Regions from separate parts of the Mus musculus genome. Here region 2 is linked to region 1. A link is a contact called in public Hi-C data. All regions are on one chromosome and are shown on one strand. Each heading gives the region's core, a stretch centred on a gene start, on an enhancer-like site or on the middle of the called end of the contact. The rest is flanking DNA. Distances are from core to core; before and after follow the strand shown.

Evidence for each region. Hi-C and Micro-C count contacts between places; a contact is called where the count stands out from the background.
Region 2: a Hi-C map of uterus shows a contact between it and region 1, with 2.5 times the contacts expected there. The contact joins two enhancer-like sites. A contact is called at or near these places in 2 of 39 promoter capture datasets (the C10 cell line and neutrophils), 1 of 484 Hi-C or Micro-C datasets (uterus), 3 of 115 datasets of contacts at active chromatin or transcription factors (astrocytes, heart atrium and large pre-B cells) and 1 of 9 other capture datasets (liver).

The regions. Positions count from the first base shown.
Region 1 is chr2:148,427,119-148,431,885 of GRCm38.p6, reverse strand. No RefSeq gene overlaps it. Among named protein-coding and RNA genes, the nearest start is that of Cd93, 14 kb to the left of the region's middle. Within about 2 kb of position 2,670, at least 30 of the 459 cell types and tissues checked have an H3K27ac peak or open chromatin away from gene starts, as enhancers often do. A contact at or near this core is called in uterus, where this site is marked.
Region 2 is chr2:148,620,815-148,625,440 of GRCm38.p6, reverse strand. It overlaps the pseudogene Gm25866. Among named protein-coding and RNA genes, the nearest start is that of Nxt1, 49 kb to the left of the region's middle. Within about 2 kb of position 2,985, at least 35 of the 459 cell types and tissues checked have an H3K27ac peak or open chromatin away from gene starts, as enhancers often do. A contact at or near this core is called in uterus, where this site is marked.

The DNA of each region.
Region 1 (4,767 bases), core at 1,421-3,920:
CTAATAATGCACACCTATGGCTTTAGCCTTGAACCTGATTTTTTTTACCTTGAACACAAATTTGTCTCAAGCTTATTTCTCTTTTGTGTGTAAGTATGAACACTCATTGGATTTCTTATTATGCAGCCTTTGCTTACTGTTAGGAGGAGTGGGCACAGTCTATTCTTGATTCTAACTTTATTACATCTTTCTAGCAAAACAACTAAAACCATCTCTTAAAATTTTCTTCCTAAGATCAAATCAGGAATTCTATAAAAATCATTACCATCTAAGTAGTATTAATTCATAAAAGTTTATCTTTATGTTTGTCTGCACCAAATCTGCTCAGTAGGGTAGACTAATGCCCAGGAGTCCCTAGGCTCTGTTTAGTGATAGGAAAGGCATATCAGCAACAAGATGAAATCCTGAGATGAAGTCTCTTGGGATCTTGCCTCTCAGAGCTCACCTATCTTAAGCCATGCATAAGGTAGGCCACTTCCAGGAAAGTCACCTGCTAGCTTTAGCCTTTTCTAGATAGCTCCTGACAAGTATCAGGAAAATCATATAAATTTTACAACTTATTAAATATGAAAGTAGCGTGTATTTGTTGAACAATAAGTAGTGTTTCTGCTCCCCCAACCGTGGTAGGGACATTGGAGCAGAGAATTCTAAAATCTGTTCACAGATGACAGATGGTGATATTGGGTATGAATCACTAGGTTTCACTAACTCCGGCTAAACATTAACAGGAACAACATCTGGAAGCTGTAATATGAAAAAAAAATGCATCAACAAGTCATGAATAAGCTGGCATTTTAGCCTTTAGTGAGGATCTCATAGGAGACCCTTAACAGGAGACTTCTCAACAGGAGACGTGGAAGACTGAGCAATAATTGCATCTTGACAATGTTTTATGTTCAAATAAGCACACTTGTGTCTGCATACCTGCCTCATCCAAACACAAGTGTGCTAAACACACTCAGTGCAGTCCCTGAATCGTTGCCCACACTGCAATGGGATCTGCCTGATTGAAGGCAGACCCCGTTGATGTTCCTTGCCTACCCAGTGTGATCATCTTCTCTGCCTTTGTCAGATGCTATGCTTGTGTGTAGTAGCAGAAGAGGGAGTAGGGGTACTCACAGGTTGCCCTATGGTCGTATCTGGCCATCAGAAGAAGCTCAGTTGGAACTAGTGTATATGCTGTTGGAAAGGTCAGTGATGCTGCCTCTTCAAAATTAGCCCCTAGATTTTTTTTTTTTAAAGAATTAAACACACCCTCAACATTCATTTGATTTGGGTATGGTAGATGAGAGTGTGCAGTGCTGGGGATCAAACTGAAATTCAGTCTACCTCTTAGACCCTCACAATCCAGCAATTCTGCTCCCAGGTAGTTATTTAATAGAAATTAAATCATAGCCTATGCAGCCTTGGATATAGATCTTCATAGGTTGCTTATGTGTAGAGCCTGTCCCTGAAAGCCATTCAGACATCCATCAGCAGCAAACTGTAGATGCTCAAGGATTATCTATAGAGGGAAGCACTCCTCACTAGGAAGTGTCACATAGTTAATGAACAATCAAGGAAGATTCAGAGGAACAGGGAAAGCTAGATGCTTAGGAATAACTTGCATTAAATTCTTGAACAACAAAAATTAATCTTTGATAAGAGAAGTTGGTAAGCAGTTACGTGAGAGGGGAGTGAGGTTTACTGCAAAGAACTAAAGGACCTTCTCAGAACCATGGAGATGGCATATCTTGATCAGATGTTGGCTGCATGGACATTTGCATTTTCAGCACTCATTAAACCCTAAACAGAAAATAGGTACATCTTATTGAATACAAATTACAGCATAATAACACTGATTTTAAAATGCTCCCTGTCAATGTATGAGGAAGACAAAGGTTTACAAGTTATAGCCTGATTAATTTTTCTAGAGGAATGAGATGTGTTTTCCTCAGGCTTTATTATTTCAGAGGTAGTAATGAGTGAATGAATCTCTTGTGGTGTTGAGTGGCTTAGTGCTTCTCTACTGTCGATCCTTGTACAAGCCCACTAATCAGGGTTAGTGATTGTGGAGACCCACTCCTGTGACACCACTGCCATGAAAGCCTTTCCACACAAAGGAGCCTAGCGATCAGGGAGCTCTTTAGTTATACTAACCTATACCCAGCCATTCACACTCATCCCGGAGGATCTCCAGGCTGCTCCAGTGCCATGTTCTTCCAATGTTGTGGTAACTTTGCAAATGTAAAGTACTGGCCTCTTTCTTTCACATCCTTTTGCATTTACTTCTTAGACAGAGCCAATCAACCTGGCTCTGCTTTTTAAGGGAAGTCTTTTTTTTTTTTTTTTCTTCACTACGGAGACAACCTTTCCTATTATTAAACTTCATGAGGAAAAAACAACCATAGCAAAGCTTCTGGCAGAGTCTACAGGTGCCAAGCTCATAGTGGAACTGGGATCTGGGATAAAGTCATGGCTTTTCATTAAGAGGGATTTTGGGTTTGTTTTGTTTCCACTGCATAAAGACCAGATGCCCAGTTTGACTTGTTAAATGCTTGCTGGGACTGGATTGGATGCTCAAAGGGTTTCTGGCTGAAATTAAGTGATGTCTATTAACTTTAATTGCATGTTGAATGGTCTTTAGCATGAGTTATTTATTCTTTCTGAGCAAAGGAAAAGATGACTCATTTGAGCCTCATTATTTCAAAATCTGGAGTCACATTGAGTTGGAACCAACCCATGCACCAGCTTCACAAACAAGAAAACAACCCAAAAATATTTCTAAGAGTTTGTTAAAGGAAATTAGTTTCATAATAGGCTAAGCTGCTGTTCTACTAAAAATTCTTCTGGTGGGACATTTGCCTCTATGTTTACATTTACACATGTATATTAAAAGATGTATTGTAAATGAATAATGTACAAATATAGAGGGCCAAAATATCTTGTAGATACTTTAATCTGATTCTGATTATGTATAAAAACTATATTTAACAGTGAAATTGCTTCTATATGATAAAGTCTAATGGTCAAAACATTTGTGTTTTTCTTAAAATGAGACATTCAGAGTATCCAAATGAGGGCTTCTGCAGTGGCTGTTCGTTGTACTTTCTTTGTCTCTGTGGTCTTTCATCACCAGTGTGTGACTTTCAGTCTCATGATTGCCAGATAACATCTATATTTCTCAGTCTCATGCAAAAGGTCCACCCATTAAGGCACTCTTCTTGGAATTTTCTTTGGGAGGGGTGCTGGAGAAAGAGCTTAGCAGTTAAGAGCAATTATTGCTTAACTGCTCTTACACAAGATTTGAATTTGGTTCCTCGAACCTACATATATCTACTTATATATCTACCTATAATCTATTTCCAGAGGATAAAACGATCTCTTCTGACCTCTAGGACTTTTGTATGCACATGGTACACATATAGATACCCAGGCATGCGTGTGCTCATACACACACACACACACACACACACACACACACACACACACTAAATAAATGTTTTTAAAAGTTTTGTGTTTGTTTTGTTGTTGTTGTTGTTTTTTTGAGACAGGGTTTCTCTGTGTAGCCCTGGCTGTCCTGGAACTCACTCTGTAGACCACGCTAGCCTCGAACTCAGAAATTCGCCAGCCTCTGCCTCCTAAGAGTTGGGATTAAAGGTGTGCACCACCACACCTGGCTTTTTAAAAAAAAATTAAAAATTATATGCATGTGTACATCTATCTGTGGGTATGTGCTTTTAAATGCAGGTACCTGTAGAGGACAAAGTCATCACATATCCCTGGAGCTGGAGCTGGAGGCCGCTGTGTGCTGCCTGACATGGGTACTAGGAACAAAACAAAGGTCCTCTGGAAGAGCAGTATATGTTGTGAAATGCTGAGCCATCTATCTAGCCTCATTGCTTTGTTTCTAAAATACTGTCTTGCTGTTCAGCTTGTGCTGGCTCCAAACTTTCAAACCTCCTTCCTCAGACTCTTACAGATGAGTGTGCCACAAGCCCTTGTTAACACGGAACTTGTATACTCTATGGGTTTTGACACATACAGAGTGGTTAATTATACATTCTACCACAGCAGTATCAGACATGGCAGGTTTAGTGGCAGGAACGCCCCTTGTGCTCTGTCCATTCATCCTGTTTCTCTTGAGAACTATGGCTTTGTTTATTGATTGCACAATTTTTTTCCTGGAATGTGTCTTGCCTACTGTGTAGCATTTTCAAACTAGCTTCTTCCACTTGGCAGAGTGCATTTAGGGCTTCTCAAGCCATTTCCGTGACTTGATCATTTATTGATTTTAATCAATGGCTAATATTCTATTGCCAATTATCTACTCATTCACTGAAGAACACTGTGGCTACTTCTGACTTTTGACCCTCAAAAATAAAGCTACTAAAATATTCTCATACAGATGTCTATGTGAAACTAAGTTTTCAATTCATTGGCATAAATGCCTGGAGGTGGGATTAATGGATGATAGAATTAGGGTGTGTCTAGTTTTGTAAGGAATGGCCAGCCTTCGAGAGAATCCAAGTCACTCTGCATTCCCACTACCAAGGGCCATGATTCTGTTCCACACTGTTCTCAGCATAGATGTCATCAAGTGTTGGATTTTAGTTATTCTAATAGGTGTATAAGGTACACCACTGCTTTAATTTGCAGTTCCCAATGAGATATGTTGCTTACATACTTCCCTGCTATCAGTGTCTCTTAAGATTTTCTGGGCCATTTTTTCACTTACGTTGTTTGTTTTCTTACAGTTGGGTTTTAGGAAATCTTTGTGGCCTTTGA
Region 2 (4,626 bases), core at 1,736-4,235, 190 kb before region 1:
ACATCTGCCTGGCTTTTGGTTGTAATAGACCCCTAACTGCTTCAGGGCCATGGACCCAGACATGCAGCAAAGGCCAGGACCCCACCATGGTCTCAGGTGGCATCACCAGCTCCTCACATCAGGAGCTGTTCCTCACTACCATTGACTCTCCAGTTCTGCCTCTCTTCATTGTGCCCACATCTTTGTTTCTCTCTTTTTTTTTTCTACTTCTCCACCACTTACTTGTTTCTCTTAGTGGCACCTACAGTCTCTGAGCTTCTGGGGTCATCTTAGAAGTGGCCTCAGGAATGATATGTCCCTCTCAAGCATTATGGCTCCTGGCAGAGGAATCATCTGGAGTGTAGTCTGCACCCCGAGGCCTGTGCGGTGCTGGACTGGTGGTCATCTCAGGCTAGCTCCCTCTCTCGGCCCCATGGCACGGGTCTTGTGTTTGTTCTTCTCTGGATTGTTCCTCACCAAGTGAGACCCTTGCAAGAGTCATCTGTCTTAGGCTCACTCTTGCCCAGGGCCTGTGGTCCCAGGTAGGAATCTTCTAGTCTTTGGTTTACTTCCCTGGGTGCCTGACTGGGCTTGACTTGTGCCAGACTGGTGGTGATCTCTGTCTCCCTTTTTTCAGAAAGTGATAGGCTACTAATCATTAGCTGAGGCTAGACATAGCCTCTCTCCTCTCTGCCACTAAATGATGCACATGTGACACAGCAGCCACATCTGCAATGACTCTAGTGGCATCTCATGCTAATTTTCAGCAGGGTGTTTTCTGTTCACTAGAAGTGAGTTTCTTGTGGTTTCCTGGATTATGGGTAACTGAAGTCCTGCAACCGTAAGTGGTATACCCAGCCTCTCACGCACACAGTGTAACTCCGTCTGGCTCACAAACCATCAGAAGGTAAGCACTTTGGGCTTTGCAGCTAGATGGCCTCTGTCACATCTGTTCAGTGCATCCTGAGGGAAGGTGTGGAAGCCGGGGCATGCCTGGGTTCCAGAAAGGCTTCTGGCATTGCTACTACTGAAGAGAAATATCATGTGGGCTATGTATAACTTTGATAATTTCAGCAGCAACATTTAAACAAAAAAGTAAGACTGACATGGTGGCTCATGCCAGTGATCCCAGCGTTTGGAAAGCTGGAGCCAGTCTGGGCTGGAGAGTAAAACAATATCAAAACACCTGAACCGAACCAACCCAAAACTCCACAACTTAATTACTTTTAGAAGTACCTTTTTAGCTCTTAAGCTCTTGCTCTCTCCTTGTCTCTTACCTTTTGCTCTCCTTCTCCCATTCCCTTCCTCCCTCTCTCCATGTGGCCATGGCTGCCCTCTACTTCTCTTCCCTTCTCTTTCTCTTTGCCTTTCTACAATAAACGCCTCCAACCCCCCCCCCCAAAAAAAAAGAAAGAAAGAAGTACCCTTTTCATTGAATTAATATCCAAAATATTATTATTTCAACAGGTAGCCAACAAAGGAGAGATCTGCAGTCTCTTTTCATAGTGTTCCAAATCTAGTGTCTTGTCTTATTCTCTTCAATCTTGCTTGTCTGGACAGAAGGCTCGAGAATATTTTACAAGCTATGCTTAGTTCATCTTTTCTGGCTTGGTAATTTCCTAACTAGCTTTGTTTCTTCCAGATTTGGACAATTTGCTTGGTTCTTCATGAGAATGGCTGGGAAGATGTGGTACATCAGTGGATGTGTCTGTATGTATAGTAAGTATAGATATGTTTGTGTGGGAGTATTCATATTTCTGTGTGTGTGTGTGTGTGTGTGTGTGTGTATGTCTGTGTTTAGCACTGTCATCCTCTTCAGAAGGTAAGTTGATGAGGACATGATCTCTGTAGGACAGGAGAGGACAGAAGGAACAATCATGATACACTCTGGGGCTCAGTGAACTATATGGAGGGGTAGGGAAGGTGCCATGGGATCTTAGAGGAGAAGGAAAGAGTGTGAGGTCAGAAGAATGGTAGACTCTTGTGGTGCAATTAAGAAAGGCCGGAGGCTGGATGAAGGTGATGAGGCATTGAATGTCTGAAGCAACATATGCCTTTGTGTGGAACCCAGAATGGACTCTTAGAAAGGAGGTTCATGAACACAGTAATTGTGAGAGAGGGATCTGGTAGCCATTGCAGAGAAAATGAAAATGAAACTGCATGCTAGGACTCTCCTCCTAGGGACTCCTAGGGGCTCCTGGGGACTGACAAACCCCATCAAGGAGAACAGAAAGGAACAAGATGCAGATTTGGGGCAAAGGCCATGATAGCAGGTAAGATTGGACGCAATGGAGGAGGGGGAAGTGGAGAAAGCCATACTGGGATTTCCTTCTCTGCTAGTAGCAATAGTTTCTGAGGGCAGTTTAGGGATTAAGACAATGAAAAGAAAGTACAGGTCGTAAAATATTCAAGATGAAGGCTTTCTTAGCAAGAGAGAGTGCCATGGAAAGGTTAGAAGGAGCACTAACTGCTTAGTGACCATGTCTGCACAGAGGTTTGACAGACATGTGTCCTGTCCCCAACAGTTGCATTCCTAAAGGTTAGCCTAGGTTTTTGGCTTCAATAGAGGAAGAGGGTAGAAGGACAGAGATATTTCTGAGCCTGGGGTTGGCAAGGGAGCCTGCAGGGAATGCTAGGCTGAAAGGGACCTTCATAACAAACTCCTTTTCTTCAGTTATAGGACTTTGATGTAGCTTAAAGGTCACTTTGGCATCTTCTTAATGAATGGAGATTAATTCCTCTCTCTTTACTTAACATCCTGACCCTTGTTATCAAGTACTTTCCTGTGACATTTCTAAGATCAATTGAATTTCTCAACTTTTTTGGAGGTACTAATGAGGGCTTCAAAGGCTTTTCAAGATATGGCTGCACTGCAATATTCTCTTTCCTTACCCTGCATCAAAATTTAAATAGACCCGGGTGATCACACTGCTTGTGTTCTGTTTGCAGTCCGTGATGGGAGAAGATTCCATCAACTCTGCTGTCCTTTGAAAAATGCTACAGGTCATCCCCAGTGCATGTGAGTCATTCGGAATGATTCCAGGCCTGTGCTTGCCAACAGGCTCTGTGTCATGACCAGGGCCTCCTGCCTCTGCTGGTCTTTTCTGAAAGCATACAACCAGGGGAAAGACTGGACAATATCACTGCTCTGACCTCTCTGATCTGTAGAGACAAAGAATAGGGGACAGTCTTCAGGAATGGATGGAAAAAGAGGCCAAATGGGGCTTCTCATTTCTTTCTTAAAATGAAGGAACATTCAGTTTGGTATTCTATATTAGGCTTTATTTGAAAACTGTTCCATGGTGTGTGGTTCATTATTTTTCAACTTGACAAAATAAGAGTCATTATGGAGGAGGGACTCTCAATTGAAAAAATGCTTCCTTCAGATTTTCTATTCTCCTCTAGACGAAGAGATATTTTATTGATTGATGATTGATGTAGGAAGGCCCAGCCCACTGTGGGAGGTTCCATCTCTGGGCAGGAAATAATTGTGCATATGGCCCATCCATATGAATGGGAGCATCTGGACATATGGGAAAGTCAGGGTTGGATGTTACCCAGCTTTTCATCGCTGAGATAAAAAGTCTGAAACTGTTTTTCAAGATATCTCTTTGTTTTATGCTTTCACAGTTGACTGGTTCCATTGACACATCATTGCACAATGAAGAGGCACAACATCATGGTGGGTGGAGTATGTTGCAGAAGAAGCCCCTTGCTTCATGTTAGTGAAGTAAAAGCAGTGAGAGAGAAGAGGGAGTCAAGTATAGCCTCTCAAGGTACAACCTTAATAGTCCACTGCTTTAACTGAGTCCTACCTCCTAAGTTCCCATTATCTCCTAGCAGCCTATGAAATCCACCCATCAATGGGTTAATCCACTGAAGAAATAGAAGCCTGCATGATTCAAACACATCTACAAAGCACCATTTCTGAATAGTGCTGCCCTGGAGACCAAGCTTTCAACACATGAGTTTTGGGGGATATTTCAGATATATGATATACATGAAGGTATATGAGATCTGGTGTGCCTCTCTTCCTTCCAACCCTGGTTTCTTTCTCCACCCCCGTAAGCCTCGAAGAGATCAACTATGGTGGTGGTAGAGCCATCAATATTAAGCCTCTGAGTTGTCCCAGAATTGCCATCTGAGAGATGGGTAAGAAGCAGTAGCAAACACTCTGTATTGAGCCTTTGCCTTATCAGTATTTTTTGTGTTATCACTTTGCTTTTTAAGCACAGCTGAACAGTTCTTACTGTCCACATCATTGAAAGCAGTTTTACCTTGTCCATAGTCTCTTTCAGTTCTAGGAGCCTATGAAATTCTATCATTTCTGAACAGAGGTCTGTGCTATTCTGTCATTAGTAACAGAACAAGGATCTGCAGGTAACACTATGGAACTGACCAAGGGCTAGATGGTGCAGAAGGCTTACAGATGTCTACTGTATGATTAGATCAGTCCTAGCAAAGATGCTTAGAGGTGTGAAAAGTTGACATGGATTCTATAAGGGGATGATTCTAGAAGGTCTGCAGGTTTGGTCCTTACCAGGAAGCATGATTATGATGTTCACACACACACACACACACACACACACACACACACACACACACGACTTTTGAGAGTTAGTTCTCTCTTTATACTATGTAGGCTCC